Linked DNA regions of Mus musculus: all the other regions are linked to region 1. The links are chromatin contacts, called in public Hi-C and promoter capture Hi-C maps. All regions are on one chromosome and are shown on one strand. Each heading gives the region's core, a stretch centred on a gene start, on an enhancer-like site or on the middle of the called end of the contact. The rest is flanking DNA. Distances are from core to core; before and after follow the strand shown. Region 1 holds the start of Rab4b (RAB4B, member RAS oncogene family). Region 2 holds the start of Zfp109 (zinc finger protein 109). Region 3 holds the start of Zfp260 (zinc finger protein 260). Region 4 holds the start of Zfp94 (zinc finger protein 94). Region 5 holds the start of Kcnn4 (potassium intermediate/small conductance calcium-activated channel, subfamily N, member 4).

Region 1 (5,553 bases), core at 2,044-4,543:
ATTAAAAGCTGCTGATATGCTGAGACTAGATTCTCCAGGAGCTGAATATGCCCACCCCCTCCCCTGCCCCACCCCCCATCTGCCTGCCCTGCTCAGCATCTCTTTGCTCTTACTTCATCATTACCTTCTTACTACACACCTTTCTTCCCCTTCCTCCCTCTCCCCTCCTTGGGAACCCAGGCTACCTACCGAAACCGCTCCTGGCCAGCAGTGTCCCAAATCTGTAGTTTCACAGTCTTCCCCCCAACGTTGACCACCCTGGATCCAAACTCCACGCCGATAGTGTGGTTGGAGTCCTGTTTGACTGAGAGTAGGAGGGAAACGGGGTGGGGGGGCAGTGCAGGGGCTCCTGGAATCCCCCCCATCCTGCAGACCTCTTCCTCCTTTTCTGTACCCCAATTCTCACTGCTGGGTTGGCAGAGAACTTAGCAAAGACCATCCACCAAAGCTAGAGGCAAGCCTATAGTACTAGCTTTAGTCAATGGTACCTGCTACCTACCCCACCTGCTGCCCCACTGACCCACACCATGACCACATCCGCAGTTCCAGGGTCCTGCCAGAAACTCACACTTATTCTCAATAAACTGGTGGAGAAGACATGATTTGCCAGTTCCAGCACTGCCAATCACCAGGAATTTGAAGAGGAAGTCTGAGCAGATGGTGCCGAAGATATCCAGAGGGAGAGAAAGACAAAGGGAATAAGAGAAGAAACAGAAAGTCAGAAGGAAAAGTATACACAAAAGTATAAATACAAAAAAGTATACTTTTGGGCTGGTGAGATGGCTCAGCAAGTAAGAGCACTAACTGTTCTTCCAGAGGTCCTGAGTTCAAATCCCAGCAACCACATGGTGGCTCACAACCATCTGTAATGAGATCTGATGCCCTCTTCTGGTGTGTCTGAAGACAGCTAGAGTGTACTTATGTATAATAATAAAAAAGTATACTTTTACACAAAAGTATAAATACAGCATGCATTTAAAAAAAGAAAAGAAAGAAAGAAAAGAAAACAGGAAAACTTAAAAAAAGAAAAAAATCCAGAAGTCTGCAGGGCTGTTGATAGAACTTGGGAAATCCTGCATGCTAGCCAACCTAGCCCAAGATGATTTTTTTTTTTTTTTTTTTTTTTTTTTTGAGACAGGGTTTCTCTGTATAGCCCTGGCTGTCCTGGAACTCACTTTGTAGACTAGGCTGGCCTGAAACTCAAAGATTCCCCTGCCTCTTCTGCCCTCCTGGGCGCTGGGATTAAAGGTGTGCACCACTACTGGGCTCAAGAGGACTCTTTTTTCTTTTTTCATTATTATTACTGATATTCGAAACAAAGCTTCACTATGTATTCCAGACTAACCTCGCTGTCCTCAAACTCCAAGCACTCCTCCTACCTCAGCCTCTAAAAGACTGTGCTGCCATCCTCTACTTTCTTCCTTCCTTCCTGTCTGTCTGTCTGTCTGTCTGTCTTTTTCCTACTCAGGGACTCACTATCTGGTCTTGAACTGCAATCCTGCTGCCCCAGCCTACCCACTGCTGTCTGTCTGTCTGTCTGTCTTTTTCCTACTCAGGGACTCACTATCTGGTCTTGAACTGCAATCCTGCTGCCCCAGCCTACCCACTGCTGGAAGTGCCAGCACACTGCACTTTTCTTTCTTTCTCTTTTTCTTATTTTAAGAGTATTACTTTGGCCAGGCAGTGGTGGCGCACGCCTTTAATCCCAGCACTTGGGAGGCAGAGGCAGGTGGATTTCTGAGTTCGAGGTCAGCCTGGTCTACAGAGTGAATTCCAAGACAGCCAGGACTGCACAGAGAAACCCTGTCTTAAAAAAAAAAAGAAAGAAAGAAAGAAAGAAAAGAAAAAGAGTATTACTCTGTAGTCCAGGCTGACCTCTAACTTGAAGCAGTCTTCCTGCCTCGGTTTCCCAAATGAGAGGGTTATAGCACACAAAATTATTTTTATATAGTGTTTACCATATACATGCCCATCACAGTCCTAAAGACTCATTTAATCATAAATAAAGCTCTAAAGATAAAATTATACAGCTCAAGAGATGGCTCAGCAGTTGAGAGCAATGACTGCTCTTCCAGAGGTCCTGAATTCAATTCCCAGCAACCTCATGGTGGCTTACAACCATCTATAATGGGATCCAATGCCCTCTTCTGGTGGCTCTGAATACGGCTACAATGTACTCATATACATTAAATAAATATTTAAAAAGGAAAGAAGGAAGTATACTAAGGACTTCTACTTTCCAGACTAGGAAAATGAGGCCAGAGAGGTTAACTGACGAAAGCAAGACTACACAGCTAGGCACAGCTAAGCTACAAACCCAAACTAAAGGTCTCCACAATGCAAGACCTTACCTGATGCATTTCAAAAGCCATTTCAACAAGAATTAAATCTGACCTCCATTCCTCTTCACTTCACCTCCTACCCCCTCTCACTCATTCACTCTGTCAAGGCCTCTGACGTTGGGCCTATGTCCTAAACTGGTTACCTCCTCTGGTAAGTGTGCACCAGATTCTGTGGCTTTTCTATGAGTGTTCAATGAATGGAGCTGTCTCTGATTGTCGTCAGAGATTTCTACTGCCTTCCAACCTACCTCTACCCACCTGACACTGTACATCCATACTGATTGCCTAACTCTGAACCTTGTCTCCCCATCCTCTGTCCAGAACCCCTGGCCTCTATCCTTAAACTTATGCCGCATTTCTTGACGCTAAGTTTCAAATCTATAACTCAAGAACATCACTCCAGCCCTCTCAAACCAGATCAGCCCACAGAGTGTGCAGGGTGCACAGCATCTGTGAGGCTCTCTCTGTAGTCCATAAAACCTGACCCTTGCTGGTCACCGTCAGCCCCGCCCTATCCACTCATGCTCCGCCCAGGAAGGCTTGCTTCCCTCTTCAAGGCCTACCCCCTACCCTAATCTACCAAGACTAGGTCCCTTAAATCCCGCCCTAGATCTTTTTAACCCGTACAGCGGCCTCTTCAAGCTCCACCCAAATCGATTAGCTCAGCCCCAGACCCACTTAGCCCTGCCCCGTATCCGGGCAGACCCCGCCCACCTGACCAGAAAGCCCCGCCCCACTTCCACATCCACATCCACTACGGGCCCAGCCCCCCCTGCTTCGGCCCATCAGCCTCACCGTAGGTCTCGGCCATGGCTCAGTGGCGACCGCTGAGGGCCGCAATATGGCGCCGCAGCCGCGCCTGTTCCTCGGCTGGCAGCCGCTCCACTCGGGCTGCAGCCTCAGCTCCTTTCCACTTCTGGACCCGGCGCCGCCACTTCCGCCTTCACCGCCCCCCCCCCTCCCGCGCGAGCCTCCGGAGCTGCGGATACCAGGCCACGCTCGCCCAACGCAGTGATTGGTGGATTCAGGAGGCAGTGGGCGGGATAAGCGGCGCGGATTGGTGGCATGAGAGGGGCCGAGTCAAAAGGGGCGTGACATAGAAGAGCGATTGGTGGAGCAAGTGGGAGAGGGCGGAGGCAGAGATGCTGCCCTAGCGGTGGAACGGATTTGGTCAAATATCGGGGAGCAGAGACTAGACTCCGTATTGGTTATACGTAGGCACGGGGCGGGGACAAGAATGCCAAGAAGGAGCAAGGGCAGGATGGACAGAGTTGGAAGAATGGATCTCAGGCTGCTGAGTGTAATTTCTAACCCCATAGACCGGAAAGAGGAAAGCTGAGGACACGCGCACATTTATCCCTATCTACAAGAAAAACCTCTGTTGGTCGGGCTCTGGGGTCGCGCATGCTTTCAACCCCAGTACTCAGGAAGCAGAGGCAGATGTATCGCTGAGTTCAAGGCCAACCTGGTCTACATAGTGAGTTTCAGAACAGTCAGGGCCTACATAGAGAAACCCTCAAAACAAAGACAAAACAAAAAAACTGTACGTTCTATGCGCTTCTCGGGATCTATTGGCTCATACCAATGATTCAACTCCCTTTAAAAGAGAGGAAAGCGTACATATATTGTACTGTTTACCCCCTTGCTTGGGGGTCCCAAACCTTACCTTGGAGCAAAGGGCTTGCAAAGTGAAATTCTGCCTAGTAGCCACTGACGTTACAACATTCAGGGCATTAATTGGCTATATTCAGAAACCCGTGAAACATTCTTTGCACATACCCACCCAACCCCAAAAACCAAAGAGACAAATAGTTTGCCATTGGCTGCTGTATTTGCATAGAGCCGGAAGGGTAACTGCAGGGATAGCGGTAGGCTGAGCTCACTGGCAGTAGAAATCCCATTGCTGAAAAAGAGTAGATAGAAAACCAACCAGTGATGACATTGCAATGCGCCTAGTGGTTCTAACAAAGTTATAGCTGCAAGGACTAGGTTTGATCACCCAGAAATGAACACATTAGCTTCCAGTACTGCACCCTCTGCCATTTCCCAATTAGAGATCACTCAGCACTGGGCAGGGCCTGTAAACTCAGCAGCCCTCAGGAGGCTGAAACTGGAGGCTAGTGATTTTGAGGCCAGCTTGGGTACATACCAACAACAAAAATAATTACTTCTCATAAACAGGTAAGCAAATAAAGGAACTATCATCCTACTCCCACCTCCACCCCCAAGACACTCACATCGGTCTTCATATCAATTTTGCCAGGTTTCAGAGTCAGGTCCTCCCGGACAATGCTACTGGGGAAATAGCCCAGGCGGGCTGCCAGGTCTCCATAGTAACCTCCCTGAACCTGGAGAAGAAGTTAAAAGTCCATCTGGGGAAACGGCACTTATGCTTGCTGAACGCCTGTGTACAATCTTCCCTCTTACTTGAATCTCAGCTTAAATGCCATTTGCTCATGGATAGAATGTTGCCACTACAACTAATCCTCACAATGTCATGTTTGCTGCCACTTTTGATGGCTTGCTGGTTGCCTGCCTCTACCCCTTTGTTCACTGTTGTATCCCGGGTATGAAAAAGAGCTTTGGCGCTAAGCTTCTCTGTAATTTCTAAAGAAAAAAAAAAAAAATGCAATAAGTAATAAAATGTCCTTCCTTCCCCCAAATCTCGTTTTCCCCTCCCCCCAAATCTTCCCTTCATATGGAAAACAAGGCTTTACAAACCCAAACAAACCCCACACCCTTCCCATTATCACTCTCTGAAGACTCACACTGCCTCCCCAGAAAAGGCGCCCACGGCCCTTCAACTTGGAGAAGACATACACCACTTGGCCCCTATATATAGTCAAGAAGCGGCAATCAGGGGCCACGTAGTCCTGGAGGGCCACAGCCATGGAGATAGGATCTGGGGAGGGAGAAGGAAATGACAGCAACTGCAAAACAGACTAGCAGTCCAAGCCTTCAGCCCCCTTCCCTTGTTCCCTGACTCTTACGGCTGCATTCCTCGTCCGCACACAGCTTCCAGTCAGCCAGCTTGGGCATAGCTCGATCAGCCCTGCTAGGCCCTGAAAAAACAGACAAGACGACGATGCCAAGGAGCACTGGGGACCACACCATCATGGACTGAGAATGACCAAGTGAAGAACGAGGTCTCTGGGCTCCTCCTGCCCTCCTTCCAGGCTGAATATCAAGGAAACCTGTGTTCTCGATCCTG
Region 2 (5,553 bases), core at 1,589-4,088, 2.9 Mb before region 1:
CTTGCTCAGACTGCTTTCTGGTATAAACCAGGACCTTCAGCCCAGGATGGCACCAGCCACGGTGGGCTGGGCCCTCCCACATCACTCACTAATTAAAAAAAATGCCCTGCACCTGGATCCTATGGAGGCATTTCCTCCTCAACTGAGGCTCCTCCCTCCCTTCTGACTCTAGCTGGTGTCAAGTTGACACACATCACCAGGCAGTACACCTATTCAACCCTTTCCATGGCTAAAGAGGGGATGTGGGACAAAAACGAGAAAACACTGTGGAAGGAACTTGGCGTCATTACTGCAGCTTCGTCACTAGGTCCATCGCTACTAAATGGGAAGTCATGGATTGCAGAGTTAGGGCGCACCAAGCCCTGTGGGGAGTAACGTGCTGACTTACACTGAGACAATGTAATGGAGCTGGCAATGCCCGGCTCCTCCTGGGCAGTACAGCGTGGGTTTACCTTCATCCAAAGCGCTCTGAAACCCATTTCATGAGTGATGACATCACTTAGAATGCTTAGCGCTGAGCAAGATTATGAATTTCAGATTCAGAATCCTTTATTAGCAAAGTCTATGCAAATGTTCCCAAATCCAAAAGTTCTCCAATTTATGAAACGCTTGTGTGCCCAGGAGTATCTGGCAGACGGCACTCAAGTCTGAATCAATCATTAAGCCCTGAGCCCTGTCCATCTAACAGGCTGTACCGGCTGGTTTTGTGTCAATTTCATACAATCTAGAACTTGGCAACTTCTCAATGCCTCAGTTTGCCCATGTGTATAACAGTATCTCCATTCCACATATCCCTGAAGGGATTAAATGAGTCCACCGAGGGACCTTAGACACAATATGATATGCATTAAGCAGCCAATATATGTCCAACAAAACTAACATCATTGTCTGCATTATGCCAATCATGGCCACACAGTGTTCCATAAAGGTTACATTATACATTTATATAACATTATATGTGTATATAATGTTATATATGTTAAATGTTCTGTCCATATACACACAATATATATAGAAGCATTTTATTTATATATATAGTGTTCCACTGATATATACATAATAACTTTAAAACAAAAATTCAATTAAGTGAAAGTTTCAAGAAAACTATTTTTAATCACTTACCAAGGTACCCAAAAAAATTTTAAAGTGTCCAGTTTAGGCCAGAATACAGAGAATCAGGGATACCTGGTGACTACAAATTACGTGTGAAAATCACCACTGTTGTTAACAAAACAAGCGTCTAGTCCCTGGAGCTGAGGGTACTGTGTAGCTGGGGAGCTTGGCTGAACTCCATGTAAAATACCCGTGCATTTGTATTCATGCTGCAGTTTCCTGAATCATGGCTCCTGGGTGCTCAGCGGTGTCTAATAAATGCGCTGAGTTTCAGGGCTGCTGGGGAGTCTCCATCAGAGCACACAGCTCATTCGATCCCAGCTTGTCTGTACACATGTCTGTGTGTCTGTCCTTTCTTCATTCCTTCATCATCTGAGTTGGGTCAACCACAGAAGCTGTGCGGAAGCCAGACGCTCCCTGGTTGTTCAGGATATGAATGCTCAGGAAGTCCAATGCAGGAAGTGAGGGTGAGCAGTTTTCTGTGTGCATGTGTGTATACATGTGTGCATGCATGTGAGTGTACATATGTACACAAGGGTACACATGTATGTACAGGCTACAGCCCAACCTCTGGTGTCCTTCCTCAGGTGCTGTCTAGGGTTTTTGTTTGTTTTGGGAACAGGGTCCTTCCGTGGCCTGGACCTTGTCAAATAGGCTATGGTGGCTGCAGAGCACTTGCTCAGCATGCAGGGGTCCTGTTTCCAATCCCTAGCACTGTGGGGATGGGGGAAGCAACCCGACTTACCTGTAACTTGGTCATTGTTCTCTTCTCTTTGAGACAAGGCAGGGCTCTGGGAAGCAAGCTGGGGGAGGAAGGGCTTCGTGAGAACACTGCTAGGACAGTTGTTCCACATGGCTTCCTCAGCTTCTCCATCAGCCCCAAGGGCTGTGCGCGCTGACCAGGCTTTTCTACTAAGCTCCCGGGTTACCAGACTCACCACATTCTCTGTTTCTGGAAGCTTCAGGAATACTGGGTACTCCTACCTTCACAAAGCCGCCTGTGGTGATGGGTTTTCTAGAAAAGCAATTCTTTAAGCTCTGAACTCTCTAATGAACGCTGTCAAAACTGACCGTCACTCTCAGACGGGCCTGTTAATTTGATGGCTATTTTACACATACTTGTTTCTATACACGGGAGTGAAATCCCTCCCCCTTCCCAGTCCTCTGTCTCTACCACTAAAAGGTTGACATTCTAGTGAAGGTCGCTCACCTGAAAAAGCCTCCAAAAAGTCTCCATTCCCGCGTGCATGAAATAAGGACCAACAAAAACCTGAACCCTTTCTTTAAAAGGGAGTTTTTGCCCCTGCGATATGGCTCAAGGAGTACATGTACTGTGGTGGAGCCTGGTCAGCTGAATTCGAGTCTCTGGACCCCACATGGTGGAGGAGTGACTCTACTCCCACTTTTTATAAGCTGTGGCACGCCCCACTCTTTAAGTAAATAAACAAATAAATAAATGCAAAAAAAAAAGTCACATCAAAACCAGAGTTGCGTACCACTTAAGGCTTTAGGACACTGGCCATCTGTCACCACAGCTCCTCTACCAGGCTCCCATGGGAAGCTAGACTCTCCCCGGGGCTCCAGGAGCAGCTGAGATGGGTCCAGGAATCCCTGGCAGCGCCACCTCAGGAAGAGCCCAGCTAGAGAGAACCGGTCGCCGCCGCAGCCACCACCACTGCCTGCTTCTCCCGGTCCACAGACTCTGTCCCCACGGGACACTCAGGGAACACGGCGGCACCTGAAGGGGCGCGGGACCCTCCACGTCTCCCCTCCCTGGCACACCCGGAGGTAACCATGCCTCCCGGAGCGGAAGCGACCTCGACCTACACAGGCGCCGGAACTACAGTTCCCAGAATGCGTCAGCAAAAGTGCCTGGCTTTGGAGCACATCTAGGACACCATCAGAAACCTTCCTTAGAAAGGTTACACCCATTTGAGGGATGGAGCCATCCTCACATCTCAACATTTTAAACCGTGAAATCTTTCTGTCCAAAGGAAAAACAGGGACAAAAAAATGGAGCAGAGACTGAAGGAAAGACCGCCCCACCTAGGGATCCATCCCACCTGCAGACACCAAATCCCCACAATATTTCTGATGATAAGAAGTACTTACTAATAGGAGCCTGGTTTGGCTGTTTCCTGAGAGGTTCTACCAACACCTGCAAATACAGCCAGCCGTCGAACTGGCCCCGGGGACCCCAATGGAAAAGCAAGGGGAAGGACTGAAGTAGCTGAAGGGGTTTGCAACCCCATAAGAAGAACAATATCAACTAACTGGACCACCCAGAGCTCCCAGGGACTAAACCACCAACCAAAGAGTACACATGGAGGGACCCATGGCTCTAGATACATATGTATTAGAGGATGGCCCCATCTGACATCAGTGGGAGAAGAGGGAGGCTTGATGCCCCAGAGTAGGGGATGTCAGAGGGGGAAGGCAGAGTGGGTGAATAGGTGGAGGAGCACCGTCATAGAGGCAAACAACACCCTCATGAACAACAACTATAGATACTGTTTTCTTTTCTTTTCTTTTTTTGTTTTTGTTTTGTTTTCTTTGTTGTTTTTGTTTTTTTTTTTTCCTAAACAGTTTCTCTGTGTAGCCCTGGCTGTCCTGGAACTCCCTGTGTAGACCAGCTATCCTCGAACTCATAGATCTGCCTGCCTCTGCCTCCCAAGTGTTGGAATTAAAGGGGTAGGCCACCATGACCAGCTGTGGATACTTTTTTAAAACATTGAAGTCCCATATTATACTGTATTATAAAAGCTAAAACTTACTTCACAACTATAAGAACTCGATTCCACAGCAAAGTCAGAGTCCCTACATAGAATCCCCCAGTGAGGGGCTGGAGGAATGACCTAGTGGTCAAACACAGAGTATCTGAGTCAACATTCTATTGCTGTGAAGAGACACCACCTAGGCACTTCTCTCTGCCTCCCTCTCTACTTACCCCACCTCCCCTATACCCTTTCTCCCTCTGTCTCTTTTTCAATAATTTATTGGTTTTTTAATTCACTTTACATCCCAATCACAGCCCCCTCCCTCCTCTCAGCACAATTCTACCCTTACAAATCCCTCCTCCCTCACTGCCCCCCTTTTGTATCACCCTGCCCTGGGATATCTAGTGCCAGCAGAACTAGGCACATCCTCGCCCACTGCAGCCCAACAAGACAGACAGGTAGTGGGAAGGTAATCCAATGGTAGGCAGCAGAGTCAGAGATAGCTCTCTCTCTACTTATTAGGGGACCCACATGAAGACCAAAGTGCACATTTATTACAAATGTGTAGGGGGGGTCTAGGTCCAGCTCGTGCATGCTCCCTGGTTGGTGATCCAGGTTCTGTGAGTCCCCATGGACCCAGGTTTGTTGACTTTGTAGGTTTTCTTGTGGTGTCGCTGACCCCCGGGGCTTGCTAACATCTATCTCTAACTCTTCCATAAGACTCCCTGAACATTGCCTGATGTTTGGCTATGAGTGTGCGCATCTGCCTCCATCTGATGCCGGATGAAGCCTCTGAGGAGACAGTTATGCTAAGTTCCTGTCTGCAAGCATAGCGGAGTATCATTAATAGTGTCAGGGGTTGGCTCTCTCCCATGGGATGGGTCTCAAGTTGGGTCAGTCATTGGTTGCCTGTTCCCCCAGACTCTACTCCGTCTTTATCCAAGTACGTCTCGTAGGCAAGACAGATTTTGGATTGAAGGCTTTGTGGGTGGACTGATGTCTGCCTCTCTCCTATGGAAGTCCTACCTCCCAGTACAGGAGGTGGCCACTTCAGCCTGGTTCTATCCCGTTCTGGTAGAAATCTCAGCTAGGGTCACCCCTATAGACTCCCCATATTTTTGCCATCCCAGGCTTCCAGCTAGTCACCAGAAATGCCACCCACCAATTTCCATTCTCACTCCTAGACCTTTCCCATCCCCATCTTCTCCCCATACCTGGTCACTATCCCTGTTCCCCTCTTCACCCCCTCTCCTACCCAGTTCCCTCTCTCCATCCACCTCTGATGACTATTTAGTTTCCCCTTCTGAGAGAGAGTCACACACCCTCCCGTGGAACCTCTTTATTACCCAGTGTCTTTGGGTCTGTAGATTATAACATGGTTATCCTGCACTTGGTTAATGTCCACTTATAAGTTAGTACATGGCACATGTGTCTTTCTGGCTCTGGGTTACCTCACTCAAGTTCCATCCATTTGGCTACAGAATTCATAATGCCTTTGTTTTTAATACCTGAACAGTATTCCAAAATTTCCTTATCTATTCTTCAACCAATATACAGCAAGCAAGTAGCCAGCATCAAATGAAAAATGGAGCGAAACTTAAAGCATTTCAAGTAAAATAAGAAACACGACAAGGTTGCCCTTTTATTCTCACTATCTATTCAATATAGTACTTGAAATTCTAGACCAAGCCATAAGACAAGAGATCAAGAGAATACAAATTGG
Region 3 (5,553 bases), core at 1,479-3,978, 2.9 Mb after region 1:
AATTATCTATATACCAAAGATATTTTTGCCTGTTAATTGCAAACCTTTATATTGCTAATATTATCTCAATACAGTTCATAAGTTTTAGAAGACCATTCTGATTGGAATCACTGGACTCCTAAAATTAGAATACTAATAATGAGCCAGGCAGTGGTGGCACATGCCTTTAATCCCAGCACTTGGGAGGCAGAGGCAGGCAGATTTCTGAGTTTGAGGCCAGCATGGTCTACAGAGTGAGTTCCAGGACAGCCAGGGCTACAGAGAAACCCTGTCTGGAAAAAAAAAAAAAGTAAAAAAAAAGTAAGACACAACTATAATTCCTAAACGTATAAGGGGCATCAGGAGTTCAAGGCTATGCAGGGCTTTGAGGCCAGGCTTGGCTATTTGAGCTCGTCTCAAAGAAATAAATACAAAACAAAATTGTAAAAGACTGCCAGAGAGGTAGCTGAGTTGGTAAAGTGTTTGCTGTGAGGTGGGACTTTCTGGTTTCTCTGACGACTCAATTGTGCCAGGTGATGTTTTTCCGGAAGCTCCCTTATGAGAGGGCACGTGATGTTTTGCTGAAACCAGACTCTTCAGAAGGCACATAATGTTTAGAAAGAACATAAATGGAACCCCACAAACAGTGAGAGGATGCTCTTGCATTCCTATTCCGTACAAAGCTTCGCTGGTCTTCACTTTGTCGAGAGAAATGCACCAAAGAACTTCTCGTGGTATTCCGGCTGCTCCTGGCTGCTCCCTCTGATTTGGGCCAGTTGCAGTTTCTGCTGGATCTTGCCGCCACTACTGATTCATTTTTGGTGTTTGCTATTGGCCTGGACTGCTGGAATCCTGACAAGGAAGAGTGGGATTGCCCCGAGAAACTACTTCTAAATGGGTCTGTGACTCCCTTTTCCTATTAACCTTTCTCCCTTGCTTCTGGTCGGTGGATTAGAAGGGAAGTTGAAGTGTTTAAGAACCCTAAATAAAGTAGGTTTTGAAAAAAAAAAAAATCTAAGCCCGCAAGTAGGCTGCCTCTCCTGAAGTCAGGGTTTCAGAGAGCTGCTTCTTATTGGCTCTTGGAGTCCCTTTTATGGGGAAGGGTTAGGGTTGATAGAAAATAGGTGTAGAGAGCTGGAGAGATGGCTTAGCAGTTAAGAGCACCGACTGCTCTTCCAGAATTCCTGAATTCAATTCCCAGCAACTCACAACCATCTGTAATGGGATCTGATGTCCTCTTCCGGTATGTCTGAAGAGAGCAACAATGTACTCACATACAATTAAATAAATAAATAAATAAATAAATAAAGCTGTAGCTATAACTGGCTGTTAAAAATCTGGACAGAAGGGGGGGCTGGGCTCAAGGCTGTGTGTGGGGTGGGTGTGGGAATGTATCATGTAAAAGGGTACCTGGGAAGGTATCTGGTAAGACATATTGGTAAGCCATAAGGACAGTCATATATTCCAGGATCAAGAATTTAGCTCACAGTTCACGGTGGCACCTTTTTGGTTTCACACTGGGCTGTTTGATAAGGAGAGAGGCAGAAGCCTAGAGGTCAGGAGAGCAGAAAACCAAGCATGGTGGACAAGAGGTCAAACGGGCTAGATTATATAGGGAAGAGAAGCTGGGGAAGGGACAGCCCAACTCTGGTGGGAGATTTCAGGGTAGGAGGCAGGGTAGCCCAGGACAAGCACAGGTAGCCAGGCCCCACCTCTATACTAATCTAATGGCCTGGCCCAGTCCCTTGATGTGCAAGAGTATTCAGGGCCAGCCTTCTAGACTGTTCTACCACTGAGAAGGCTGTTTCCAGCCCCTTGAGATACAGACAAGATCCACTCTATAGAGGAAAAAAGGGCGGGGGCGGGGGGAAGAATCCCAGGCCGCCCTGGAAGCCCCGCCTCCTTTCCCCCCAAACCCTATATAATGCCTGCCTCCTGTTCTGTTCTTTGTTGATTCTCTCCCAAGCAAAGGCACCCAACTTCTTGAGGCTTTCCTAATACATCTCTCCCGAGGTTTGCTGTAGGGTGTGACTTTGTGGTATTCCTTGGCTCCCAACTGTAGGATAGCTTTCCCTTTAGAGCTGTAACACCTTCACCAGGCCATCAGCTGCTTTGATATGTTAACAGGCATCTCAGCCATTTGCCCCAGTTTTGGGACCTAACACTCAGGTAACGCATTAACAAACCTCCCACAGGACCCCACAACTCACCTGCATACTGCTTTCCACATTGTTACACACTGTCACAACCCTAGGACATACGGCTACAAAAATTACAATTTCACAATAGTTCATTTTCCTGATTGTTTAGTCTGAACCCAATTATCAGTCTCAATTCCAGCCTGGCTTCAGTTTGTGATACTGTAGCAATCGCTTCCTTAACACCAGAGTCTGATACAACTCTCTGCAGAGCTGCCAACTATCAGCCTGAGATGCCTTCTGGGAAATGTAGTTCAGCAGTGCGCCACGGTGGCCAAGATGGCGTCCTCTCCCGTAAAACCCAGAGGATTGCGCCTTACTGGGAATCTCGCCCTGGAGGCAAGGAAAAGCCTATTCTGTGAGTTTAAGCTGCACTCATTACACACCTTGGCACACCATTGTCCTTTGCGGTAACACAGTGTAAAAGTGGTAGTATCTGAGTTCCAACCTTTTACTACTTATCCACTGGGAAAAGTTCTCGGGAGAGTGGAGGGGAAATTAACTAGAACCCCTGAGACTTCTGGGAAATGTAGTTCACAGTTAAAAAGAGAGCGAAAGAGAGAGACTAGAATGGAAAAAGATCCTCTAGTTCAGAGCCCTGGTGGGCAGAGACCTCTGGGAGTGCTAGCTCACTGAAGGAGTGCGCAGGCGCAGGCTTCGTGGCTCGCCATCGTCGCCTTTGTCTGGGTGAGTTTGATTTCGGGGTCTGTAGGACCGGGATTTTCCCAGACTGAGTAAAGGCAAAGGAGCTGTGGGGGAGGGTTTACCCACCTGCCCGGGCGAGGATGCCTGAAGGGGCGAAAACGCCTACTGTGATGGTGGAGCTGAGAACTTGGGTGGATGGGGGCTGGGGAGATCAGAAACCGGGGTGGGTTTGCGGGCGGGGTGAGCATACGTGTAAGGGTGTGTTTTGGTTTGTTTCGAGTGAGCGAGAAACTGGTTTCAAGTTTGTAAAAATACAGGGGTGGTTTTCTAATACATGTCGCATTTATTTTAAAAATAAAAACGAGGTGTTTTTTTTTCTTCTGGAAAACAGGAAAGGGAAAAAGATAATTGAGTGAGTAGTTTTAAACCTGGTTTTTAAAAATCAAAACAAGTCTACAGTAAAAAAATGAAACCAACGTTCCTTTGAAAAATATTCTTTGTAACAAAGATTTCCAATAACTCGTTATTGGATGCCTACACATCTGTAGGCATTAACTTGCTACTTGGAAAAACCAGATGAGCTAGTTTTGAGTAGTCCCAAATTTACGGACTAGCCCTTAGAATGTACTTTTCACTGCTGCAGATGGGATTGAATCAGTAAGGTAATTAATTGTCCCCCCTTTAGCACAGAGAGGTCAAGAAAGCTATTTAATTTAGCACTCTGATTTGTCAAAGGACAGGGCTCGTGTGTGTGTGTGTGTGTGTGTGTGTGTGTTGCCTGAATATATGTGTACGTGGAACCTGCAGAGGCCAAAAGAAGACATTGGATCCCCTGGAACTGGAATTATAGACAGTTGTGAGCTGGCATGTGGGTACAGGGAGTTGAACTAGAGTCCTTTGGAAGAACAGCCAGTGTTCTTATCCACTGAGCAATCCCTTCAGCTCCAAATTAAGACTCCTAATTTGTCCAGATTTATCCATACCAAGTAGCTTTTGTTAACATACAGATTTTCTTCTGAGTAGTTTTTGGTCAGTCTTTAAAACATGACAAACAACAAAAAATGGTCTGCGTTCATAGTCCTGCTTGTCCTGGAACTCTCGAGATAGGCTTCCCAAGTGCTGGGACTAAAGGCATGCGCTGTTATAGCTGGCTCATCATCGTTTTGCTTTCATTTCTCCCTCCTTCCTTCCTTCCTTCCTTCCTTCCTTCCTTCCTTCCTTCCTTCCTTCCTTCCTTCTGAGTCAGGGTAGTCTCAGTGTGGCCCTAACTGTTTTGGAATTCGCTCTATAGATTAAGCTGCTCCAAACTAGGATGTTCCAACTGCGTCTGCCTCCTGAGTGCTGGGATTAAAGGTGTGCGCCACCTTGCCTAGCTTGTCACACATCTTTTTAAAACATGTTTTTCTTTTCTTTTTTCTTTTCTTTATTTTCTTTTTTTTTTTTTCCATTAAAGAATTTATTTTTAAGCCGGGCATGGTGGCACACACCTTTAATCCCAGCACTTGGGAGGCAGAGGCAGGCGAATTTCTGAGTTCGAAGCCAGCCTGGTTTACAGAGTGAGTTCCTGGACAGCCAGGACTACACAGAGAAACCCTGTCTTGAAAAAAAAATCCAAAAAAAAATTTTTTTTTAATAAATTCTTTTTTTTTTTTTTTTTTTTTTAAAGATTTATTTATTTATTATATGTAAGTACACTGTAGCTGTCTTCAGACACTCCAGAAGAGGGAGTCAGATCTTGTTACGGATGGTTGTGAGCCACCATGTGGTTGCTGGGATTTGAACTCTGGACCTTCGGAAGAGCAGTCGGGTGCTCTAACCCACTGAGCCATCTCACCAGCCCTTTTTTTAATAAATTCTAATCAAGAGTTATTTATGTGTATGTGAATGCTCGAAGGTTGTGGGCATGTTTATGAATGCCCTTGGAAGCCAGAAGAGGGCATTAGATCTCCTTGAGAGCAGTCCAGTGTGGCTGCTGGGAACCAAACTCCAGTCTTCTGGAAGAGCAAGCAGCAGTGCTCCTAACTGCTGAGCCATCTCTCCAGCCCCTTAACAATTGCAATAAAGTGAGATATTATTAAAGGGTCAACAATTTTGATAAGTAAGAAAAAATTTCAAATTAACAAGGAAGATACAACTTCTTTTAGTGTGTGTGTGTCTACATGTTCATGTGGGTATATGCATAAGCACTCGTGAGTGCACACATGCATGTGTGCATGAGTATGCACATGGGAGTCATAGGGCAGAGCACTTGTGAGTGCACACATGCGTGTGTGCATGAGTATGCACATGGGAGTCATAGGGCAGAGCACTTGTGAGTGCACACATGCGTGTGTGCATGAGTATGCACTTGGGAGTCTTATGGCAGAGCACTTGTGAGTGCACACATGCGTGTGTGCATGAGTATGCACTTGGGAGTCATAGGGCAGAGGTGGAGGTCAGGTGCCTTCCTCCATGACTCTCTACCTTACTGTTTGTGGCAGGCAGGGTCTCTCACTGAATGTGGAACCCCCTGAGTCCATGAGTGTCAGGGATCCACTGCCCTCTCCTCCATGAAGCTGTATGGCAGCGTGTGTGACTTGTTACATAGGTGCTGGGACCTCGATTCAGGACCCAGTGCCTTTACTAGCAGGCATCTCTCCACCCCCAGCTTGCTTTCGTTACCCTTCTGATAGCGATGTGCCTAGGACTGTGGGATTTTTTTCATCTCTAAGGACTTCTACTGCTAGGTTTC
Region 4 (5,553 bases), core at 809-3,308, 2.9 Mb before region 1:
GATATTAGTACTCACAAGAAGAGATTATGATCTCCTGAAAAGAATGGTCCAAAGCTTTCGTGTCTGCTCTAACAGAGAAGACCCAAAAGCTAATGAGAGGGCCAAGTGTGGAGGCCCAGGCCTTTAACCCAGAATTCAGGAGGCAGAGGCTGGAGGATCTCTGTGGGTTTGAAGCCAGCCTGATTAACAGCAAATTTTAGGACAGCCAGGGTTACACGGAAAAACTATCTCAGGGGGAAATAAAAACAAAAGGTAAAGAGCCCACGTGATAATAGATCTCCAGGGAGAGGTACTTGTCACCAAGTGATGGCCTGAGTTCAGTCTCTAGGACTGACTCTTCCTGAGAGGTCTCCTCCATCCTGCACATGCTCAGTGTTGCATGTGAGTATGCACGCGTGTACACACACACAAATTGTCATTGTGAAAACAAATTATTAAAGAAAAGCAGGAGAACCTGAATTTGAATCCCAGCACTCATGTACAAAGCATTCAGAAGCATATATGTATCAACACATGCATGTAATGGTACACATATATGACCCATACAAAAAGTCTTAGAAAGAAAAAGCGAGAATAAAACAGACTTGTATTTTAAAAGGCTACGCCTTAACAGGAGGAAATACACTTGGCTTGATGCACCTAGATATGCTTGGTCAACAGACCACCACTTCCTCCTTCCTCCCCTGAATCTGTAATGGGGGTAGGGTTAGAGGTAAGGGGCTACACTTGATCAAACCATCTTTTTTTTCCTTTTTTGTTTTTTGGGTTTTTTTGGCTTTTTGTTTTGTTTTGTTTTTCAAGACAGGGTTTCTCTGTGCAGCCCTGGCTGTCCTGGAACTCACTCTGTAGACCAGGCTGGCCTCGAACTCAGAAATCCATCTGCCTCTGCCTCCCAAGTGCTGGGATTACAGGTGTGTGCCACCACTGCCCGGCTGATCAAACCATCTTGGGAGCATGCTGAGCAGGGAGCTGTGTTGTTTGGACCATCAGCTTTCAGGCTATGACTAGTTTTGAATTTTATGCGGCAACAGTCTTGATCTGAGTTACTCTATCTTGGATAAAAGTGCCAAGAAGAAATCCATGTCTTGTTTACACAGTCATAGCCAGGCGACTCAATTGTGCTATTAAAAGATATCGACTAGCCTTTAGTCCCAGCACTCAGGTAGATCTCTGTGAGTTCAAAGCCAGCCTGGTAACATAAAACATAAGCGCACCAACCATATCACGTTACTTCTTCACCAAGGGACCGGTATGTGGCAGGCACACTGCTCAGTAGCCTGGTCACATGCCAGGAGCCAAGTCCAGTTCCAATGATCCATCCTGTGATAATAAACTCACGAGTGTGTATAACTGTGTGCCAGGTGACTCGTGGTCTGAAATTTATCATTAGCTATGTTAAGCTTGGAATAAAAGAACCTGTGATTAATGGCCAACCACCAGGAGAAATCGAGATTCCTTGGCAAATTGCAGCCAACGAAACTGACACAGCTTATGACTTTCTTGTCGTTCAGCAAAATCTGACATCGTGGAAAGCCATAGACGTGTCCGTTTATCCTTCTACATGACAGGCTCTCGACAAATCTCCACCCATCCCGATTCTCTGCAGTGTAGGTGTGAGTCCTAGAACCTTCAGGGCAGGGTGACACTAGCTACATCAATGCCTCAAACAACACTATCAACATGGCCCTCGCACCCCAATTCCAGACAGCAGTGAAGGAAGGTGTGAGGGCTCACACCTGTCATCGCAACACACCGGATGCTGAGGCAGGAGGCTGACTGAGCCACGCGCTGAGACCCTATCAGTGCGATGATATCTGTGGGATGGAGGGAGGCTCATTGGGCGCCCTGCGCTTCCCTTTCGCCAGCCTGGAGCCGACTCCCCTACGGCCGCCCGCCGCCAACCCTGCAAACCTCCAGATCCAGGCATCAGTCGAGGAAGGTGTGGGAGAGAGGAGACTCAAGGGAGGACAAGGGGAGCGGATGCTAACAGAAACCACCTGGGAAACACTTCCCAGAATGCTTCGCATCAGCCCGCACAACAGAAGCACGCGCAATGCTCCGAGAATTTGAACTACGCTTCCCAGAATGCTCGGCGTCCGCCGGCCTTCACAGACGCACGCGCAATGCGCAGAGACCCTGGACGACACTTCCCAGAAATCTCCGCGTCAGCTCTCCCGGGTGCCTGCGTGTTTGTGGAACAGTTGAACTACATTTCCGGTAGTGAATGCGGAGAGGCGGATCTTACACTCGTTTCTCCTAGTATATAGCCTCTCTGGAGTGTGTGTGTGTGCGCCACGCAGGTACTTCCCTAGCCCTCTGCGGAACTTTTTATTTAATCTGCGAGACACTGGTGCGCACTGTACAATCCATACTGAATTTACGATGGTCCTCCTGCCTCAGTCTTGCACACTCTCAAATGCTGGGCTAACGTGTGTGCCATGACACCATGCTGCCTCTGAACTTGACACGTCCCACGTGGAAAATTTTTCACCCTGGAAAATTAAGAGTCCTTACCTCATAGGCGGTAATTTGGCCCTACCGTTGTCCTTATATACCTGAGTATATAATATATACTTCTGTGTTTCTCAAAGAAACCAAAATTCTCTCTACACATCACAGCCACACAATCCACTTAACCTCCTGCTAGGCTGCTTCTTCAATGTAACCACAGGTACATTGATAATTCATACTCTCCTCCCTGCCCCTCCAGTTTTCTCCCCACTTCCTTCTATCTTCCACATCAATCTAGATCAATCCACAGGAGAAACAAGTTTTGGTTTGCTTGGTTTTTTTTGTTTGTTTGTTTGTTTGTTTTGTTTTGTTTTGTTTATTTTTCAGAGATTTATTTCTTTTTTTATTTATGTGAGTACAAATAAAGTACAATTAAAAAAAAAGCTAGCTTCAGACACACACTAGAAGAGGGCATCCGATCCCATTACAGATGGTTGTGAGCCACCATGTGGTTGCTGGGAATTGAACTCAGGACCTCTGGCAGTCAGTGCTCTTAACTGCTGAACCATCTCTCAGCCCTGTCTGTCTGTCTGTCTGTCTGTCTGTCTGTTTGTTTGTTTGTTTGTTTGTTTGTTTTTAATTATCCCAAAGGACCACTAGCAAAAGTTTTTTTCATCCAAACAAAATCTCGGCGTATGTGTGTGGCACAGCGGAGATGCTGTAACAGGTATACATAGTAGCAAGGAAAAAGACTAGTTTTTACATGATATGATTGTTGTGACAATTTTGGAGTTTTGGTTTCTTTGAAAAACAGAAATACTATAGGAATGTTTTGATTTTAGCCCCAGGTGAGGAATATGAGGCTGCTTCAGACGGTCCACAGCAGCTGGGATTTGCCTCCTGCTCTAGCAGAGGCGTGATTTTGCCAGCTGCAGGTGGTTTCTGTGCGTGTGTGATGTTTAGAATTCGGGGGACTTTTCAGAGAGGGGTGGGTGTAGGTTGGCTTTTGGTGGCTGTTCAGTGGGGTTGTTGGCAGTTTGTTAGCTGTTGGTCTTTGACTGCTGTTGGTCAAAGTTTGTTAAGTGGTCCTGTGCAAAGAAGAAACAGCAAGACGAATGGCAGAGATCAAAGTTGCCCCCAAGAAATGTGATGCCCTTAATCAGCAGGAAGTAGTCTATCAATAACATCACCCCCTTTCTGACCCCCCCCACCTTATTTAGGGATCACTTTCCTCTCCTTTTTCCTCTCTTATCTAGTGTTACAGGGTTGCAAGGGTGGAGAAGGCTGGAAGAAAGAACCCACAGAGTAGTAGCAAAAGACAGCCGGGGTGCCCCCACAGGCTCATCAGGGAAACTCAGAGTTTTCTGGCAGGACCAGTTCCTGGCTTTAAAGCAGAACCCAATAAGAGCAGCACCTGTTATTTTCATGTGGCCACTTCAGGGGAGCCCCAGGATTGCAATTTTGAGGGAGTGACTTTTAGGCATAACTATCCCTTCCAGACACGTACCCAACAGCAGCACCTAAAGCGCCAATCTTCATCCTCCTAGTTGGAGTCGGGGAGACTATGTTTGGATATTTTGAAAGATAAGCGGGCCCTGGCACTACAGATGTGCAGTTCTGCAGTCAATCCAGGCTTTCTTAAGGACTACTAATCCAGGTGATCCCTTAGCAAATGACATAGCCGAGCCTTGGAAGGAGCCACAAAGCCCAAGCCATAGAAACAGCGAGAGCAAGGACTAGGTTATATGCTATGAATAATATTTAACTTGATCAGACCATCAAGTGTACATCACTTTTGTTCTGCAAAACTTCTTCCTTTTGTTGTTTACATTGACACAGTCTTAGAAACATTACAGATTAAAAGCCCAGGAGCCTTCATCTTTGGTGATTACATGCACTTTAGCAAATCTGTCTTGTCCTGGTGCACTGCTGCAAAGCATGAGCAGAGAGGCTGGAAGTAGCATCCGGGTTCCTGTGAGATGCTGAGAGCAGTGACTCTGCTTGGACTCGTTTCCCCATCGTAGTTTAAGTGCAAGGCACTGAGAAGAAAGGAAGTAGGTTCGCTGCCAGGGCTATGCATGTTTTTACTTTATTTGAGGCGGGGAGGTAATTTTATCTGTTCTGTTGGCTCCTTCCTCCTTTCCCCCCTCCCTCCTCTTAGGAGATCTAATCGCAGTGATTAAACACAGCTAACCAGCTTGTTTAGACTATGTTCTGTAGGCAAGTCTAACTTTAGACACTGTAGATGGACAAGCCTGATTGACTTTTGTGCATGATGGCACACCGAAGTCCTGTCCACAACACAGGTTCTGCACGCAAAATTATTCAGATATTTTCTGTAGGGTTGGGAAATGTACATAGACACCTAATTCATATGCCTTGTAAGCTTCTAGAATACTTCCAAGGACATTTTAACAGAAAACCAAACAGAGCTGGAGAGATGGTTCAGCGGTTAAGAGCACTGACTGCTCTGCCAGAGGTCCTGAATTCAATTCCCAGCAACCACATGGTGGCTCACAACCATCTGTAATGGGATCCGATGCACTCTTCGAGTGTGTGTCTGAAGACAGCTGGAGTGTACTCATATAAATAAAAAAAATAAATCTCTAAATAATAAAATTTTTTAAAAAAACAAGCAAAACAAAACTTGTCCCTCCTGTGGATTGATCTAGATTGATGTGGAAGATCTAGAAGGAAGTGGGGAGAAAAAGTGGAGGGGCAGGGAGGAGGAGAGTATAAATTATCAATGTACCTGTGGTTTTGAAGAAGCCCAGCAGGAGGGCTAAAGTGGTTGGATTGTGTGGCTGTGATGTGTAGAGAGAATTTTGGTTTCTTTGAGAAACACAGAAGTATATATTATATACTCAGGTATATAAGGAAAAAGGTAGGTCCAAATTACCGCCTATGAGGTAAGGACTCTTAATTTTCCAGGGTAGAAAATTTGTGGTGAACTTGAAGAACTGAATTTTGACTGGAATGTTTACTGACTTCCTCATCTTCACAATGCACATCATCTAGTTTCAGCAGAAAGCCCGTTTCTCCAGTGTTTACCATGCAGGCTTGAGCCTTGGTTCACTCCCTGCTAACCTGCTGCCAGATTTG
Region 5 (5,553 bases), core at 1,967-4,466, 2.8 Mb before region 1:
ATAGAGCCCCTGCCTAGAATCCCCCAATGAGGTTCCCCAGTGTGGTCCAGTGGTGAGCACATCTCTAGCACACAGACTACCCCGCGTTCCAGTCTAGCAGTGAAAAAAAAAAAAAAAAAAAAAAAAAAAACATAAAGACATAGAGTGAGAGAGATAATAATACAGAGTTGTGTGCAAAGCCCAGAGATGTTCCCGGGGAGGAGGAAGCAGAGATGGCTGCAGGTTCCAGGCAGCAAGCAGGCAGGGATTCCTGGGTGGCAGCATGAGGAGTCCCCAGCTGCAGCCTTTTCTCCAAGTAGACACACGTGTGGTGTCCGGGTGTGACTGGGTGTGACTCCATCCTTCTCCAGCCATGTGTCACTGAGTGGGATCAGCATGTGTGCCATGGGGTGGGGCACCCCCACGGGGTGTGTTTCTGTCACTGGGCGTGTGTGTGTGTGTGTGTGTGTGTGTGTGTGTGTGTGTGTGTGTGTGTTTGGGAGTCTCCGGGCGTGTCTGTGTGGGTAGCATTGGTGCCAGGCATGTCTGTCCACGGGTATCTCATTTCTCTGTAGCTGGCGGGTGCATAGTCCTCGATGCCACAGGACACAGAGTGGGAAGGAGTTGTAACTGAGCGTTTCTCTGAGCTTGGGGACCGTGAGGTGAAACCCTATGTTACAAGATCCCTTTGTGACCTGTCTTGGTGTCCCCATTGTGTCGTGTGTGTTGGCATGCTTGGGAGCATTTAAGGACCTGGCACATGGTGTGTAGACCCATGTGTCTGCTTTCTTTGTTGTGTGTCCCTATTTGAATCTCTGTCTCACACAACATCCTATTCCCAGAGTCACGTTCACCGTGTGCCTTTGTTTTATCTCTTGTGGTGTGTGTGTGTGTGTGTGTGTGTGTGTGTGTGTGTGTGTGTGTGTGTAAGAGAGAGAGAGAGTATGTGTGTGTATGTGTGTGTGAGTGTGTGTGTTAGTATGTGTGTATGTGTGTGTGAGTATGTGTGTGTATGAGTATGTGTGTGTGTATGTGTGTATGTGTGTGAGTGTGTGTGTGAGTGTGTGTGTGAGTGTGTATGTGTGTGTGTGTGTGCTGTGTGTGAGTGTGAGTTCATGTGTGTAAGTATGTGTGTGTGTGTGTGTGTGTGAGTGTGTGTGTGTGCTGTGTTGGAGTAGGGTGCACAGAGTGTGCTTGTCTGTGGAGATCAGAGGCTGATATAAGAATAGCTTCCTCAATTGCTCTGCACCTTGTGTGTTTATGCACTGTGTGCATGTGCCATGATACACACAAGAAAGTCAGAGGACAACCTGCAGGGGTCTGTTCTCTCCTTCCACCATACAGGCTCTGGGATTTGAACTCAGTTAGTGCCCTTAAACCCCATGAGTCTTGTCACTAGTCCTGCACCTCATTTTTTGGAAACTTCGTCTTTCACACCAACAGGAACTCACTGATTCGATTAGAATGGCTCCACCCATCTGACTACATCATCTCCCCACTCAGGGCTGGGGTTGCAGGTATGTGCCTGTGCACCTACGGTTTTTTTTTTTTAACTACTTGTTTTATTTTAGTCTTATTTGTGCTTGAGCATGCATTCGTGGCGTGTGTGTGTGTGTGTGTGTGTGTGTGTGTGTGTGTGTGTGTAAATGTGCATGTAACACCCAGTCTGACTCAGTGAAATAGCTCTGTTACTTATATCAGGATATATGCCCACGCTGAGGGCCTTTCTCTTCCCTGAGTGTGGTGTTTGTGTGGCCATGCACATGGGAGTATAACGGGTATGTGTATTGTGCGTGATGTTGGATTGATGGTGTGCTAATCTGGACGTTGGTGTTCTTGTGGGTCCGAATCCAACCCCATCCCCTCCAAAGGGTTCATATCATCCTGGACTGTGTCCTGTGTGGCTAGAATGTCCTAGAATGTCCAACGCTGGGTAGGCGTTGCTTGCACACTTCCATTGACTGTTCTCTGTGCTAAGGTATGCAGAGTGTCAAGTGCACCAGTGTATGTCAGGATCAATGTCAGGTGTGTGTGTGTGTGTGTGTGTGTGTGAGTCCCACACACAATGATGTGAGCTAGTGTGCATTTCCTGTTTTCTGGGCGCTGGATGACAGTGTCTGCCACCACAGGTGTTTACACATATGGGGCATCTCTCTGTGTTTCACATTCACACCCCCTTGTGTGTCTGTTGACGCATGTGTGTTGTGCCTGGTGATTCTTACAAATTGGTGTGCTCAGACCTGCTGTGTATTTGTGTGGCTCCTGGTACATGTCCCGTGTGGTCGTTGATGCTTAGCTCTTTGTATCGTAGAATATTATAGTGTTTTACTTGGTTTTGGTTTTGGAAACAGGGTCTCATGTGGCCCAGGCAGACCTTGAACTCATAGTTGACAATGATTGAGACCTGCTGATCCTCCTGGCCCCAGTTTCCTAGTACCAAGAGTCAGGCATGCACCATTGCCCACTTTATGCCATGCTGGGATCTACCTCAGAGAGTCTGTGATTCAAAGGAGCCCACTAACAGCTGCACTCCATCCCTGGTCCCACTTAAAAATTATCATTTAAGATTTATTTTTTTTTATGCGCATGCATGTATGTGAATATCAGCCACATGTGTCAGGGGCTCCCAAAAACCAGGAAAAGGGCGTCATCTCCTGGAGTTGAAGTTACAGGTGGTTTCAAGCCACCCACCCAGCAAGTAGGTGCTAGAAACGGAAGTTATACTCCTCTGGAGAGGAGCGCTCACTTTCACTCGCTGTGCCTGACTTTCCAGCCCCTCCCCCGCCCCACTTTGAATGTGTGACTGCGTGAGCTCAACCTTTGGGTGGCCCCGTGTGCAATGGGACGCTGCTGCCCTGCTAAGTGCTGGCGTGTGTCACACCATGTGTGTGTGTGGTGTCTGGGTGTGGCTGTGGGTTTCTGAACTTTCAGGAGTGTGAGTCACTTCTGTGGAGGTTGTGTGGTGTGTGCTGGTGTGTTGGGCTCCGTCTCCGGTCTGTCATAGGGTGCTCTGTGGTGTCTGGGTGTGGTGGGGGTTTTAGGTGTGTACCACAGAGTGCAAACGGTTGGAGAGTCACAACCTATTGTGTCAGTGTGTCTTTGCCCACGTGGATGAACTCTTCTTCCTTGCCCGGGACCACAAGACACACCCCAGCCCCTCCTTAGTCTTAGAAGGGAATGGGATAGCCAGCCTCCCCCTACCCAGGGACCTCCCCGTCCCTCCCCGCCCTGCCCTGCCTGCTGCAGTTACCACTCCCCAGAGGGCACAGGGCTAGGCTGTGCCTTCCAGCAAAAGTCCCAGAGTGAGCAGAACAGGCCGCTGGCCTGGAAGCCAAGCTGGCTGCCATTTGCGTACTGAGAGGTGGGGGACCCTGGGCAGGAAGCTGGCTGAGCCCCAAGACCTCAGGGGCCATGGGCGGGGAGCTGGTGACTGGCCTGGGGGCCCTGAGACGGAGAAAGCGCCTGCTGGAGCAGGAGAAGAGGGTGGCCGGCTGGGCGTTGGTGCTGGCGGGAACTGGCATCGGACTCATGGTTCTGCACGCTGAGATGTTGTGGTTCCTGGGCTGCAAGGTGAGTGGGGCCTTCCACCGAGCAGGGAAGGGACGGGGAGCCTGGTGTGAGGGAGGAGGGCTGGGGTCTGCACCCCTGGGTCTGAGGGAGGAGGGCTGGGGTCTGCACCCCTGGGTCTGAGGGAAGAGAGCTGGGGTCTGCACCCCTGGGTGTGAGGGAGGAGGGCTGGGGTCTGCACCCCTGGGTCTGAGGGAAGAGGGCTGGGGTCTGCACCCCTGGGTCTGAGGGAAGAGAGCTGGGGTCTGCACCCCTGGGTGTGAGGGAGGAGGGCTGGGGTCTGCACCCCTGGGTGTGAGGGAGGAGGGCTGGGGTCTGGACCCCTGGGTCTGAGGGAGGAGGGCTGGGGTCTGATCCCCTGGGTCTGAGGGAGGAGGGCTAGGGTCTGGACCCCTGGGTCTGAGGGAGGAGGGCTGGGGTCTGATCCCCTGGATCTGAGGGAAGAGAGCTGGAGTCTGCACCCCTGAGTGTGAGGGAAGGGGACTGGGGTCTTACACCCCTGAGTGTTAGAGAGCAAAGCTAGGAGATCTTATACTCCTGGGCATGAGGGAGGAAGGCTGGCATCTTCCACCCCGGGGTGTGAAGAAGAGAGGAGAGCTGGGGTGTGAGGGAGAAAGGTTGGGGTCTGCACCCCTGGGTGTGGGAGAAGAGAGCTGGTCTGGACTCCTGGGTCTAAGGGAGGAGAACTGAGGTCTTACACTTCTTAAGGTCTAAGAGAAGAAGGCTGGGTCTGGACCCCTGGATGTGATGGAGGTAGATGGGGGGTCTGTACCCCTGAAACCTGAGCTAGTGTGATATCGTCCTCCCCCCAGCTCCCCCCAACCTACACACACACACACACACACACACACACACACACACACACGCACACACACGTACGCACACATGGGAGACAGTTCTCAGTGTTAGCCTTTGGGTAAGTGTTATCAGACAGACCACTGGGGGTCTGGGCCTTGTTGAGGCCCATACAAGGCTGATCCTTGATAGCCTAGCTCTGGTGAAGGGAGGGCTGGCAAGGGAGAAAGACGTTGTCATTAGGCGTCTCCTTGCTCCTTATCTAGCCACTGCCATTTACCCAGTGCCACCAGGCAGTGCTCTGAAGTAACTGACAGAGGAGACTGTGGGGAGTGGAGCCTTCACCCCACCCTTACCATACAGAAGTGCCATTACCCCCAGAAGGCACCACTCACCAGATAGTGGTCTACTGTGGTTTGAAATCCTTCATCCCTGTGGAAGAGGAGACTTGGGGTTCAGGCTCAAGAGTCTGCAGGAAGAGCCTCAAAAAATCTCACCAGGCAATGGATCCAAGCACTAGAGAAGTCAGGGGAGGGAGGCTGGGGGGGGGCGGCAGGCAAGAGAATCAGAAGGTTAAGCCCAGCCTAAGCTACATACTGAGTTGGAGGCTAGCCTGGGCTACACAGACCTTATCTCAAAAACTGAAATAAATCCAAACAAGGTGGGGGACGGAGAGAACACACACAAGAGAGCTATCAATCGACCTCTGGAAGACCAGGGAGTACAGGCAGGTCTTAACAAGCCCTGGGGATATTCCCACCCTGGTCAGACTTGTGGCAGAAGAGAGATGGAGGGCAAGGTTGGGTGTGTGGTTTGAGGGGGCAGCACACTTGCTTGTTCAACAGAAAAGTTGGGACAGGAGATGTGTGTGTGTGTGTGTGTGTGTGTGTGTGTGTGTGTGTGTGTGTGTGTGGTGTGTGTGTGTGTGTGTGTGTGTGTGTGTGTGTGTGTGTGTGTGTGTGTGTGTTTGCGTGCCCGCAGGTGGGACATTCTTTGGGAGAACTTCTCGGCCCCGGTGCTCAGCCGCTGTGGAGTAACAGACTGGCAGGCACATGGAGGGTCAGGGCAGGCCAGCTTCCTTCAGCCAAGTGGCCAAGGAGAGGGCAGCTACTGCGAGGGGGTGGGGCCGTCCAGAGCCATGCCAACAGGAAACATGGCTGGGGCCTGCCCGGCGCTCCCACGCTCCTGCACCACGCCCAGTAGGAGAGGTGT

The links. Promoter capture Hi-C pulls out the DNA fragments that hold promoters and counts their contacts. A called contact is a pair of places that touch in the nucleus more often than the background predicts. Capture Hi-C pulls out chosen DNA fragments and counts their contacts.
Region 2: a promoter capture Hi-C map of second pharyngeal arch cranial neural crest shows a contact between it and region 1. The contact joins the promoter of Zfp109 here to the promoter of Rab4b in region 1. A contact is called at or near these places in 3 of 39 promoter capture datasets (the 3T3-L1 cell line, cranial neural crest and second pharyngeal arch cranial neural crest).
Region 3: a promoter capture Hi-C map of adipose tissue shows a contact between it and region 1, with 2.5 times the contacts expected there. The contact joins the promoter of Zfp260 here to the promoter of Rab4b in region 1. A contact is called at or near these places in 1 of 115 datasets of contacts at active chromatin or transcription factors (astrocytes) and 2 of 9 other capture datasets (adipose tissue and liver).
Region 4: a Hi-C map of B cells shows a contact between it and region 1, with 7 read pairs. The contact joins the promoter of Zfp94 here to the promoter of Rab4b in region 1. A contact is called at or near these places in 4 of 39 promoter capture datasets (cranial neural crest, hippocampal neurons, pre-B cells and 1 more), 1 of 484 Hi-C or Micro-C datasets (B cells), 2 of 115 datasets of contacts at active chromatin or transcription factors (astrocytes and large pre-B cells) and 1 of 9 other capture datasets (liver).
Region 5: a Hi-C map of B cells shows a contact between it and region 1, with 5 read pairs. The contact joins the promoter of Kcnn4 here to the promoter of Rab4b in region 1. A contact is called at or near these places in 2 of 39 promoter capture datasets (erythroid cells and hippocampal neurons), 1 of 484 Hi-C or Micro-C datasets (B cells) and 1 of 115 datasets of contacts at active chromatin or transcription factors (astrocytes).

Annotation. Positions count from the first base shown.
Region 1 is chr7:27,175,590-27,181,142 of GRCm38.p6, forward strand. Rab4b (RAB4B, member RAS oncogene family) reads right to left here and starts at 3,294. Exons shown (of 8, transcript NM_029391.2): 1 at 3,138-3,294; 2 at 569-649; 3 at 190-304. The coding sequence starts at 3,153. It overlaps Mia (melanoma inhibitory activity), which reads right to left. Exons shown (of 4, transcript NM_019394.3): 1 at 5,333-5,553; 2 at 5,111-5,244; 3 at 4,580-4,690; 4 at 4,152-4,245. The coding sequence starts at 5,456. The coding sequence ends at 4,222. It overlaps Mir3101 (microRNA 3101), which reads right to left and starts at 504; the gene lies at 417-504.
Region 2 is chr7:24,234,760-24,240,312 of GRCm38.p6, forward strand. Zfp109 (zinc finger protein 109) reads right to left here and starts at 2,839. Exons shown (of 4, transcript NM_020262.3): 1 at 2,324-2,839; 2 at 1,859-1,916. The coding sequence starts at 1,873.
Region 3 is chr7:30,092,348-30,097,900 of GRCm38.p6, forward strand. It overlaps Zfp260 (zinc finger protein 260), which reads left to right and starts at 2,729. Exons shown (of 3, transcript NM_011981.4): 1 at 2,729-2,864.
Region 4 is chr7:24,314,608-24,320,160 of GRCm38.p6, forward strand. It overlaps Zfp94 (zinc finger protein 94), which reads right to left and starts at 2,059. Exons shown (of 6, transcript NM_001199321.1): 1 at 1,912-2,059. It also overlaps the pseudogene Gm44513.
Region 5 is chr7:24,367,047-24,372,599 of GRCm38.p6, forward strand. It overlaps Kcnn4 (potassium intermediate/small conductance calcium-activated channel, subfamily N, member 4), which reads left to right and starts at 3,217. Exons shown (of 9, transcript NM_008433.4): 1 at 3,217-3,549. The coding sequence starts at 3,391.